2 separate regions of the Mus musculus genome follow, and region 1 is linked to region 2. Evidence: chromatin contacts called from public Micro-C data. All regions are on one chromosome and are shown on one strand. The core of a region is the stretch at or near the end of the contact, and the rest is flanking DNA. Distances in the headings are between cores, read along the strand shown. Region 1 holds the start of Bnc2 (basonuclin 2). Region 2 holds the start of Ccdc171 (coiled-coil domain containing 171).

The links. Hi-C and Micro-C count contacts between places; a contact is called where the count stands out from the background.
Region 1: a Micro-C map of embryonic stem cells shows a contact between it and region 2, with 4 times the contacts expected there. The contact joins the promoter of Bnc2 here to the promoter of Ccdc171 in region 2. A contact is called at or near these places in 1 of 39 promoter capture datasets (embryonic stem cells), 2 of 484 Hi-C or Micro-C datasets (both in embryonic stem cells) and 1 of 115 datasets of contacts at active chromatin or transcription factors (embryonic stem cells).

What each region holds. Positions count from the first base shown.
Region 1 is chr4:84,672,091-84,678,000 of GRCm38.p6, forward strand. It overlaps Bnc2 (basonuclin 2), which reads right to left and starts at 3,313. Exons shown (of 7, transcript NM_001369083.1): 1 at 2,885-3,313. The coding sequence starts at 2,887.
Region 2 is chr4:83,522,920-83,528,858 of GRCm38.p6, forward strand. Ccdc171 (coiled-coil domain containing 171) reads left to right here and starts at 2,626. Exons shown (of 26, transcript NM_001355378.1): 1 at 2,626-2,851. Gm25899 (a small nuclear RNA gene) reads right to left here and starts at 4,849; the gene lies at 4,709-4,849.

The DNA of each region.
Region 1 (5,910 bases), core at 2,063-4,562, 1.1 Mb after region 2:
AGGAACAACAAAAAGACTAGCTCTCTCTCCTCTCCCACCCCCAACCCCCCCCCCTCTTTTTTTTTTTTTTTTTTTTTTGCCAGTGTCCAATTTCTTCTTTTCTGAACAGCTGTATTATCCAACTTAAGTTGCTCTGCTAATTTCAGTCCCTCAAGGACTAACTTGGAAGGCAAAAAAATACAAGAAAAGATCAATTTGCTGGGAAAGATCAAATGAGAAAACTGTGGGGACAGCACCAGGTCAGCGCGTGGAGAACTAAGCAGACCTGTTCTTCATTAACTGCAGCTCTCTGGGGACGTCACACACTACCTGTCCGTGGGCTTTATTGAACCGTCTAACCCGCCTCTCTGTTCCATTCTTCTGGGCCCAAGTGAATCATATCCTGCTGCTGACAAGTTAGCAGGGGACTGCGGCTGCAACATGAAAGTACTTTTCTTTCTTGTCTAAATCAGGCAGATTTTTGAAAAGACGACACAGCATTGACTCGTGACATGGCAAGATGAAACGAGAGGTCTGGGCCGGTCTTGGAGCTTCGCAGATAAAAGTAATCAAACGACAGTCGTGGAATGCAAATTGGCATTCTTGACTGCAGCAATTGCACAACCATGAAACATCCCTGACAGCAAGCAAGATTAGGACAAAATGTTATGTAAAGCACTGAACTCAGAAACTCTCACTTGAAAATTCAAACTGTAACACTTACATTTTAATATAGCAACAGTCAGCCCTGCTTTTGTCTGCTCCTTTCTGTAATCACATATTCCTGCCTGACAGATAACTTACGTCTCAGGCAGAAAAGGAAGAATCAGGTATTAGCAATGCACTATTGCTATTAATATTTCCTCAATATTTTCAAAAATCACATGAGGTTAGTTTTTACCCAAAGTTTTTACATGCAAACCCAACTGAATATTCTCAGTGGATGGGGGGGGGGGTGTCAGGGCATTTCAGACATGCCTCCAGAAAGATCTTCTATACAAAGTTCAGATTCAGGTTTGCTAGTCCTTCCCTCAGGTGAAGATATTCCTATGCTTTGGTAAAGTAATTAGCAATCTGGATTTTAAATCCACTGCTCTCTGGGAACAGAAAGAGTACCTACAACTCAGAACTTCATTAAAACTGAACAAGTTTAAAGGAAACGGCTACAAATATCATATAAAGTACAGAGCCTTTAAGGGCTCACAAAGGATTCTCGTGTGCATGATTCCAAAGAGTAAAAGGAAGTTCTCTCAAACTTAGACAAGGATTGGTACTAGAGGAAAACTTCCGAGCAGAAATACTTAGTGTCAGAAATAAAGTCCACCTAAAGCATGTGTGTCTGGGCATGAAACCACCTAAACAGGCAGAATACAAAACAGCGGGAGACAAATGGACTCAGCCACCGCTCAGTGATTAGTATATGGGAATAGATCTGTAGACAAATAGTAATACTAGCCAGGGGAAGAAAAGGCGTGCAACTGGCTTTAATAATGTTCTGTAAAATGCCGTTACAAGAAACTCTCCAGCTCTAAGGAGATATATTTCATACTTTGTTTTGATCCCTCCATTAACACAGGATCCAACAACTACAAATGTTCACGAAGTACATAAAAATTAATAAAACAGGCCACTTTCTGCCACTTTAATCCTGGATACACAGGATTATTTTATGATGTCTTTTGTACATCAGTTTTACAACAGCTTGACTCTAGGGTAAATGGGAAGCATCATAAATCGCACGCTGCTTTCAAAACCTCTTTAATTTCTGTCAGCATTACTGTAACCGCAGTCCTGGGTGCATTTTGTATGTGTGTATGTCTGCATTTGACAGTACCATCTCCTACATTCCAGTTGTGACTTTGATCTCTGAAACAAGAGATGTCACATCAGGGGGAAGGGAAGAGGAAAAAAAAATGTCAACCTGCTATCACCCCGTTTCTTATACATCCCATGTACATAGGGCCCACTTTGTATCAGAGCCCCCAAGTGGGGCTAACAACAGCGACACTGGGTGGTAGGGAACTCCAAGAAAAAAAGAGTGGTCAAGCCCCATTTCTAACAAATGACTTCCCGAAAGCAGACAGTGAGGCTCATCACTGGGTGAACTAATTGCCTGCTTCCTCGCTGCAGAGAAGCCGTCCCTTCCAGGGACTGGGCTGGAGTCCCCCTGCGCTGTGCCATCCCTTTTCCACCACCACTTGGCACTTACAAGTTTTGTTTTGTTTTAATCTTCGCCTCATCCCACGGGAGATTCCGTCTAGTTTTGTCCTGAGCTCCACCACTACTGTATATATATATATATGTTTTTAAATTCTGCCCCCCTTTCAGGTCTCAAATCCCACCGTCCAGTCGGCGTGTAAGCGCAGTGGGCCGGCTGCTTCAGAACCGCACTTCGGGAAAGCACACACGTGTCTGTCTAGCGGGATTTGACTGGCCGCGTCCGCGTCCTCCGCAGCCGCGCGGGCATCGCTGCGGTCCCCACGCGGGCCGCGGGCCGCGCCCCGGCACCCATGCCCAGCCGCCGCTCAGGGCTCTCAACAGGCCGGCAAGTTGGGAAAGTTGCCGCGGGTCCCGGCAGCCCCGTGCATCCCGGGTCCCCGTGTCCCGCGCCCTCCCCGAGGGCTCCCCGGTCCCCAGAGTCCCCGACTGGCCGCCGCTCACCTAAGGCGCGGGGAGCCCTCGCTCCCGTCCGCCTGCCCGCCCGCTCGCCCTCCCGCAGCCGCCTCGAGAACTTGGGGCCAAGTTGGGGGAGTGGGGGGTGGATTTCGGGAGCGCCGCCGGCTGCCCGCCTCCTCACGCCGCGGCGCTAGAGGAGAACGCGGCCCGCCGCGGCCCCGGGGCGTCCCGCCCGGGTCTGTCCCTACCAAGTGCAGACGCAAGCGGAGAGGAGGTGGAAACTTCTTACCATCTCGGCATGCTGGTTGTCAAGTGCAGCCCCCGCCTCTTGGTCTCCTCTTAGCGGCCGCGCCTGGACCAGCCCCTCGGCCGCCTCAGCTCGCCGCTCGGCCTGCTCCCTCCCCCGCCCGGCCGCTCCGGGCCGCGCTCGCCGCCCGCGCCACTCCCCACCCGCCCGCGCGCGCCCTCGCCGCGGCCCCTCGGCGCTCAGGTGACTGATTTACACCCGCGCCCAGGGTCGCGCTCGCTCCCTCGAGCCGGCGCTCCGAGTTGTCCCGCTCCTCCCCGGGCAGAGGGAGAAAAGAAAAAAAGGGAACGGACTGTCCGGGAGGGGGGCTGCTGGCGAGGCGGGGTGCGCGCGGCGGCGCGGGGGGGACCGGTGGCCGCGCCGGCACAAGTTTCTGCTCCCGGCGCAACTGTCCGGACTAGGGTGTTCGCCGCCTGTTTTGTTGTTGTCCTCAAGCTTTTCTAGGGGCTTCGGGGAGGATGTCTAGCCCTCCCCCACCCCCACCTCGCTAGACACACACCCCCTCTTCCGTGGATGGAAAAACAACTTTGGCGCCCCCCGGGGGGTGCGGGCGTGGAAGTGGAGGTGGCGGCCAGCGCCCAGCTGTCAACAAGGGGGAAAAATGCGAGGAGCCGGGAGGGGAGAGGGAAGGCTGCGAGCCGCCGCCGAGCACCGGGCGCGAACTTTATTCCGACTGCGGCGCAGCGCCTCCGCTCCGGGCTTCTCCCACTCTCGGTCTGCTCGGCCCGGCTCTGGTCTGCCTTGGGCGGCGCCGGAGTGAAGGCAGGGGAAGCCCGGGGACCGTGACGCGCCCGGGGACCCGGGGCAGAAAGTTGCGCACAGCTAGGGGCGAAAAGTTTCTGGGAGCGGCGGCTTTGGTGCCGGCCCAGACGGCGGCTTGCGGCCAGGGCTTCCTTCCCCTTCTAGGTCTGGGCCTGGAGCTGCAGCTGGCGGGGGAGAGGAAGGAGACTGCCACCCTAGCGGGCGCCCGCGACGGACACCAGTCACACGTGTGGGGTGACACTCAGACGACCCGAGTTGCCCTGCTTTAAGACACGGGTTGCCGGCGGCAGGCTCGGCACGCAGCCGCCAGCGGTTGAAGGACACTTCTTAAATGGAAGCAAAACACAGTCGGGCTGCAAGATTCGGGGGGGAGGGGGGAGACTTAATCATCCTCATCTTTCTAATGTACACCGTGTGCCAAAACCGTCTCCGCCTCGTGCAGATTTATCATCGCTAGAGCAAACTTTTTGCTTATCTGTCTCGGGAGGAAAGCACAGGTTTCTAGCACACTCTTGAGCTCTAAGAAATCAGAGAATCCTGCGGAAGATTTGGTTGGCTGAAAACAGGTTTGATTACTGTTTCTTCCTGAAAAGAGTAACTCGTCCCTCCTTCCATTCTCTCTTTCCCCAAGCAGAGGGAGAAGCCTCATAATTTCATTCAGAGGTCAGAATTAAATTCCTCCGAAAATATGTAGACTTGGAATTTAGGACACACTCACACACATACACACACCGTCATAAGTTTAATGTATATTCACAATGGTTAAGCTTAATTTTTTTTTCAGGATCCATGGCTGACTAGATCCCAAGTAGCAACAGCTGGCCTGAGAATGTGAGTTAGCTTATCCACGTGGATCCAGCCTTTTTTTTTTTTTCTTTTTTTTTTAAACATTAGGGCCACCAGCACCTGCAGTTCCTTGTACTAGTTGGGTTCAAATTCCTGACTCCTCCTAGGCCCATGCAAAGCAGATTGGTAGTCACTTCAGAATCTGTCGATTCTATGCAGGAAACACTATAGACTTTAGGCACATGTTTATCTCTTAAATTTTCTAATGAGTGACAGTTGCTGTGGGACAAATTACGGGTTAGGTATCTAACCGTTATCCAATATGTTTAAATGCATGTTATCAAAGTAGGCTCATCGTCAAATGATTTGATTAAGGTGTGGAGCATATTCTCTTGTTCTCTAAGCAGAACTATGACGTCATTCTGTAGCAACTGATTACCCGAGAGATAATGGTGACCAAATGTTCATTCTGAGGTCCTAGGAGCCTCACAAGCAGCTTCCAGAAAGAAGCCAAGTTTCAGTGTGTTTCCCTGCATCACGAAAAGATTGGGAAAAGCTAGCAGCTAATTTCAGAGTCATTACCCACACAAACCCATTCATACACTTAACTGCTTTTAAGTGACAGTCCAGCAAGTTGCCAAACAGTTGTATCCACACAGTGTGTTTCTGGCTGCACACCTACATGTGCCACGCTACTTTTTTTTTCTACATCAAGCAACCTGTAATTTACATTCCTCTGATTGGTTCCAGAACTGACTGTTCTTGATGTTAGCATGCAGTCACTCTACCTGAGGTCAGATGTATCTAGCGAAGTCCCCCTGCCTTTCTAAACAGTCATTACAAAGATGGAGTCTGGGCTGGACTGAAGAGCAGCCTTTAAGAAGGTGGCAGAATTGGCAGAAGCCATAGTCTTGTCTCCAGTGACTTTGACAACTGGCTCAAGATCTTACTTAGGTCAGTGGTCCTCAACCTGTGGGTCTTGAACCCTATGGACTACCAGAAAACACAGATATTTACATTACAATTCATAATGGTAGCAAAATTACAAGTATGAAGTAGCAACAAAAATAAATTTGTAGTTGGGGGTCACCACACCACCAGGCACTGTGTTAGAGGGCTGAAGCATTAGGAAGGAGGAGGGCCAGAGCCTTGGGTCCTCTGTGTCCTGCAATATCCTAATGCTTTGCAGCTACCTGACTCAGTGCCCCATCCAGCTGTTCAATCTTCTGTTGGACTCCACTCTCTTTGGCTCTAATTTGCTCATCTGCTTTCTAGGCTTAGACCTTGGTGGCTCTTCTCTTTGCTTAAACTCTTACCCTGTCCAGAGTCCCTTTCTTCCCACTTTCACCTTATCTCCAACTTTACTCCTGAAGAGTCAAAGAAGATAGCTCTTCGTTTACTCTGCAAAATCCTCCTTGCCCCATCCGTTCTACCTCTCCTTTTGTCTTTTGTGTGCTTGT
Region 2 (5,939 bases), core at 1,376-3,875:
GGGACAGAAACAAACCTCAGGACCACCACTATTACCACAGCACAACACTGTGGGGCAGTAAAGCAGAACTGTTGAAATAAGAACTAAAAATTCAAACTCAGATATAAACAATCAAAGTTCAGGATCTTAGCATTCACTTCCACAGGGCCAAATAAGCTTGTCAGGTACCAAGTGAAGGCTGAGGGCACTTTACTGGCAGTAAGATGGTGAGAGGCGAGAAAGTATTTATTTATTTATTTATTTATTTATTTTTTGGTTTCTTGAGACAGGGTTTCTCTGCATAGCCCTGGCTGTCCTGGAACTCACTTTGTAGACCAGGCTGGCCTCGAACTCAGAAATCCGCCTGCCTCTGCCTCCCGAGTGCTGGGATTAAAGGCGTGTGCCACCACGCCGGGCCTGAGAAAGTATTTATTGATCCTCATAAATGTGGGAGAGAAATCTGAGGCGGCTCAGAAAACCAAGGGGTCTTGGATTTGGTGATGATGTCTTTATTGAGGTTGTAAGCTTCTTTGAGGGAGTGGTGGGGTTGGATCTACTTGTCTCTCCGATGGGCTGGGAGAAAGGAGGGGGCTGAGGTGACCAGGAAAGACAACCAGAAGTGGGTTAGAGAGCGTCTCACTATAGATAGCCTTTACCCAAACAGGGGACCAAGGAAAACGAACCTGTAACCACCAGGGAAAAAGAGAAACCCTCTAAGGACTCCGAGGTGATCGGATTTATTGTGTAATTACTATAATTTTCATTAGCCTTGTTGCTAATATGACCTGAAAGGCTCTCTGTGATCTGAGCTGAGCATATTTCTCTAGCAGATCTTTCATATTTTTCTCCCCTGCACCCAAAGTTTCTATTTTGTCAAAAGTCTCATGCTTTTTTTTTCCTGTCCCAATTCGTTGTTACTTTGGTGAATCTATTACTCTACTTTCTTACACTAGACTTTACATGCTCCACAAATCGCTTCCCTGTACTCAAGGTTGACGAGCAGATCTTTTCTCTGATCCCTGTGGCATTTGTACTTTATAGCTGGTATTTTTATTACCTAGCTCCATGCTGGGCACATGTGCTGTACTCTACGCATGCTAAAGACAGAGTAAATGAACTTTGTAAGGATTCATGTCAAGCAGCTTTTCTTTAAAAAGTGTACAATGTAATAGATCAGTTATGTTTGCAATGTAACACTCCCTTCTGTGATGTTCCTAAAACACGATGAGCTGATGTGTGTGTGTGGCCCATGATTTGTAACCCCAGTGTTCCGGAGGCTATGGCAGGGGATCCAGAATTTGGGGCCTGATTGGGCTACATAGGGAATTAAAAAACCCCACCCAGACAAAACCAAGAAAGCAAAACAACAACAAAATCACTTCCCTCCAAACAAAAATCTTTCAAATAACAAAACTAAGCCGTATACAATTTAAAAAAAAACTCTCATCTTCCAGGACTGTCAGGCCACACAGAGAAACCCATGGTGGTGGTGAATGTAATCTTATTTATTGTAATTCTCCATTTGATTCCTAAGTAGAGAGGGCTACTTTTGTTTCCTTCAGTTTGTTTTCGAAGCAGTTATCTCTTCTGGCTAAAGCCTTAAGAAGCAAGGAAAACCTTTTAAAAACCAAACAACTGACCTCAAACCAATTAAAGTTTCTCAGCAGTGCAAGAACCAAAGTTTTAATCTATTTGCTCTTAGGACTGTTAACTTTCCAGAGCGAGAGCAGGCGAGAACCCCAACACCTGGTTCAGGCTGATTACAACCAACCCCGGACAAGTTTAGCATAAAAGGCTCATTTTGTATGAACACTTGTGGAAAGAAGGTAGTGGCGGCAGGGATAAAAACCTTTCATCAAAATCCTGCCATTTCGCATTGTTCTTTAGGGAATAGGCTTTCAAAAGCCAAGGAACAAAAGAGGATTTGCTTTTCCAATCCTCTGAAGCGGCTACAGGGCGAACCAAAGCTCTTTATAAATTGTGGGCGAGGAGGGGGAGGGGCTGAAATCTAGCAGAGATGGAGCTCAAGGCGAGGCTCCAAGGCCTTATTTGCCAATGAATCCGGTTCTGCATTATTTGTAATCAAAGACGCTCAGCAGCATCAGAGCACCGACCTACATTCTATCCACCCAAGCCAAAATACAAAAGAAATCGATGGGAGGAGGAGACTGCAGGAGGAGGGCGCTGAGAGTCTGCCACCTGTGCCGAAGCCCAGGCACTCTCCCTGGGGACCCTGGCATCGGCCGCGGTCCTAGCGGGTTTCTCGGGCCGAGAGCCAGCTAAGAAGACGTTTACAGAGCAGGAACAGGCTGCTGCCCTTTTCCGAGGCTGGAAATGTGCACGCCACTCGGTTGCGGGAGTTCTGAAACAAGGAGAAGGCACAGCATGCCGGCGCTGGAGCGCGCATGGGGTGGAACGCGGCCCCGAGCCACCCGTGTGCTTTGCGCACGCGTACCCCACCCCTGGCGCATGCGCAATATACCCCGCCTGCCGCGGGAGCGCGCGCGGTTGCGGGCCGGCGCTTCTCTTCCAGCGCGAGCCCGCGTTCTCTGAGTACGCGCGTATCCTGGAGCTGGGGCTCGGGCGGCGGGCGGGACGCTGGGGACGCGGAGGCGAGGGGCGGGCCTGCCGGGGCGGGGCCAGGGAGGCGGAGAAAGTCGCGGCTGCCCAGAGCCTCGTCGCGTGTTCCGGGCCCCCGGAAGTGGCCGTTGTAAACTTCACCTCGTAGACTTTCTCCATCCTGGCCCTAGAGTCCATCGGCTTTCCCCAGTTGTCACTCTTTCTCCTGAGAGTTGCCTGACCTCCCACTCACCCCGAGACCTGAAGCTGCCTGGGGGTCGTGGGTGTGCAGGCTGGACCACGCGAGTCCGAGGTAACTGCGGGCTGTGGGTGCAATGGTGACTGGCGCCCGGGACCGGGAGGTGCTGAGAGGAGACTGGGCTTGCAGAGAGGACCCGGCTGAGGGCTGCTAGCTGGTGCTGACACGCCTCCAGCTCAGCCTCCAGCCTCCAGCCTCCAGCTCAATGGCCAGGGCTCTCCGCCCACCTTGAGGAAGCCGAGCATCTTCGCTGTACTCCGAGGACCGGTGGGGACTAGAGTCCTCGGAGCTCTTTGGGATCAGTACCCAAGGATCACTTTTTTTTTTTTCGTGTTTTACCTTCATTTTATTTAAATGCCTACCACACTTTAGGCACCCTACAAACGTTTGATAAGCAAAACAATGAGTTATGCAACTTCTGCCTACCACCCACCTTGGGACTTAGAAAAGTCAGCTGTGAGTTTAAAGCTGAATTTTGCGTACAAGCACACACCCCCCCCCCTTTGACTTTTTAATCATTTACGATATTCATATTAATCAAATACATAACTTAGAGACGATATCAAACAGCTTCTAAGATTTTGCACGTTGATGTTTTATACTTTTCCTAGTATTGGAGAAATGAAACTACCGTTTTGTTATTTGTATTTATCAGTGCTTAGTAACGACCAAACTGTGATAGAGCCGGAAATGCAATCCTTTCCAGTTAAAGGCAGAGGAATGCAGGCAGTGCAGCGGGATTCTAGGGAAAGTGAAGGCGGCTGTTTTAGCTTGGAGCTTGTGTGTAAATCCTGGCTCAGCCATTTATTAGCTGTGACAGGCAAATCACCTGTCGCCTGGACCTTAGGTTCTTTATGTCAAATAAGCAGAGTGGGCTTAGTCTTTCAGGCTCCGTTTACTTTTTGTTTGTTTGAGTTTCTTTGTCTTAGGCGTGTTTTATGGACAGAATCACACATCTCCTTCACCTCTCTTCTTTTTTCAGAGATGGGATGAAAGGTGGTTGAGACTGAACAAGAATCATGGGCACAAAAGTGTTCTGCTATTTGAGCTGCACTCAGCTCTGAAGTGCCCCCTTGCCAAATGAACCGTGTAACTGCTGATAGTCCCACACAGGTGTCACGACTAATGAATGCAAAGCTGCATAGACAAAAAAAAAAAAAAAAAAAAAGTGGATTTAGTGTTAGGGAATCAAGCCCTTTCCTCTCGATGAGTAAAGAAAAAAAAAAATAGCATTTGGTTAGACACCCAAACTGAGAAGGTAGTGGAAGTGCTGTGACACAGGTTGCATTCCTTTCATCTTTAAACAAGAGCGGAAAGGGTCGAGGGGCTGACTTAAATAGTTGATGAAACCTGATGCTTGTTGGTGAGTTGGTGTTCATCAGTTTAAAGGGGCGGGGGTGGGGTGGGGGTGGGCAGGAGAAGCTAGGCTGTGCGCCCAGAGAGGCATAGGCGGTTCCAGATAAGCATGTTTTCTTGGTACAGAATCATTAGAAGTCATCAAGATGTGAGTATGACTTTTAATTCTTGTAGTGAGTATCTTGGTACAAATCATTCAATCTCTGGGAAACCCAGTTTTCCCGTCTGTGAAATGGGCAAATAGTCTCTGGAGATTAAGGGATGGATGGTGGGATCAAGCATGCGTAGTTAGTTGCGTGTGTGGCACATAGTAAGTGTTCCATACTGGGCCCTGACTCTTCATCCAGCCCCTTTCTCTCTGAGCTGTGTGACTGAGAGGTGAGCATGCGGCGAAGGGACAGAAGAGGGCTTGAAGGGTAGGAAAACTCGTGCTAAGATGGCCAATGAGTCGGAAAAGGCTGGGGTGATGCACCCACTTTGCTTTTGCAAAATGTGGGGTAAAATTTGTTCTTTAAGGAAAGTTTTTTTTTTTCCTTTTTTTTCCTTTTTATTCAGTCTCAGTAGAGACTGTCAAAAATTGCCAATGCCGACTTTATTTCAAGTCATCATGGCAGGGTATTGGGAAAAGTTTTCAATTAGCAATAATTGCGCCTCGGATAAACCTCATGGACTACAATACAGCCAATTCGCAAAGCTAAGGAAAGTTTTCTTCAAGTGTGGTTTAATTATTTAATTATTTATTTATTTATTTTTTACCTTGCTTGAGTTGTCTGTCTTTTTTATGGTTCTGGGAAAAGAACTTGGATATTTCCCTATTCAGGGACTTGTATTATCCCTAACTGCTTCTTCTCTTCTCTTCTCTTCTCTTCTCTTCTCTTCTCTTCTTCTCTCTTCTTTTTTTTCTTCCTCTTTTTCTTTCACTTTATTTCTAAATGATTATTCTTCCTTTCTTTCATATTCATTTTTATTCTGTGTACATGAGTGTTTTGCCTACATGTATGTCTGTACACCATGTGTATGCAGTGCAGTACCCTCATAGGCCAGAAGAGGGCTTTTGATCTCTGGAACTGGATTTACAGCTAGATGGTTGTAAGCTGCCATGTGGGTGCTGGGAATTAAACAGGTTTCTCTGGAAGCAGCCAGTACCTCTTAATGGCTGAACCATCTCTCCAGCCTCCTCTTTTTTTTAAAAAAATATAATTTTACTTATTATGTGTGAGTGTATGTACATATATGGTGGTGAGCAAGCCTCTGCTACTGAGTGCATATGTAGATCAGATGTCAGCTTTGTGGAGTTGGGTTCTAGGGCTAGAACACACATCAGTAGGCTTGCATAGCAATCACCTTTATCTGATGAGCTGTCCTGTAAGCCCTCTACTTGGTTATTCTTAAAAAGAAAACCTGTTTTATCATTATTATTAATTATTTGTTATCATTAAAGTTATGGGTATGTTTGTGTTATTGTGTATGTGAGAGTGTAAGGTCCTCTAGAGCTGAAGTTACAGGCAGTTGTGAACTGCCATGGATGCTGGAAGTCAAACTTGCATCCGAGAATGAGAACTTCATTTATTCAATGTAACTACACTGTAGCTGTCCTCAGACACTCCAGAAGAGGGAGTCAGATCTCATTATGGGTGGTTGTGAGCCACCATGTGGTTGCTGGGATTTGAACTCAGGACCTTTGGAAGAGCAGTCAGTGCTCTTATCTGCTGAGCCATCTCGCCATCCCTGAACTTCATGCTCTTAACTGAGATGTCTCTCCAGCCCTTGGCTATTCTTCACCCAT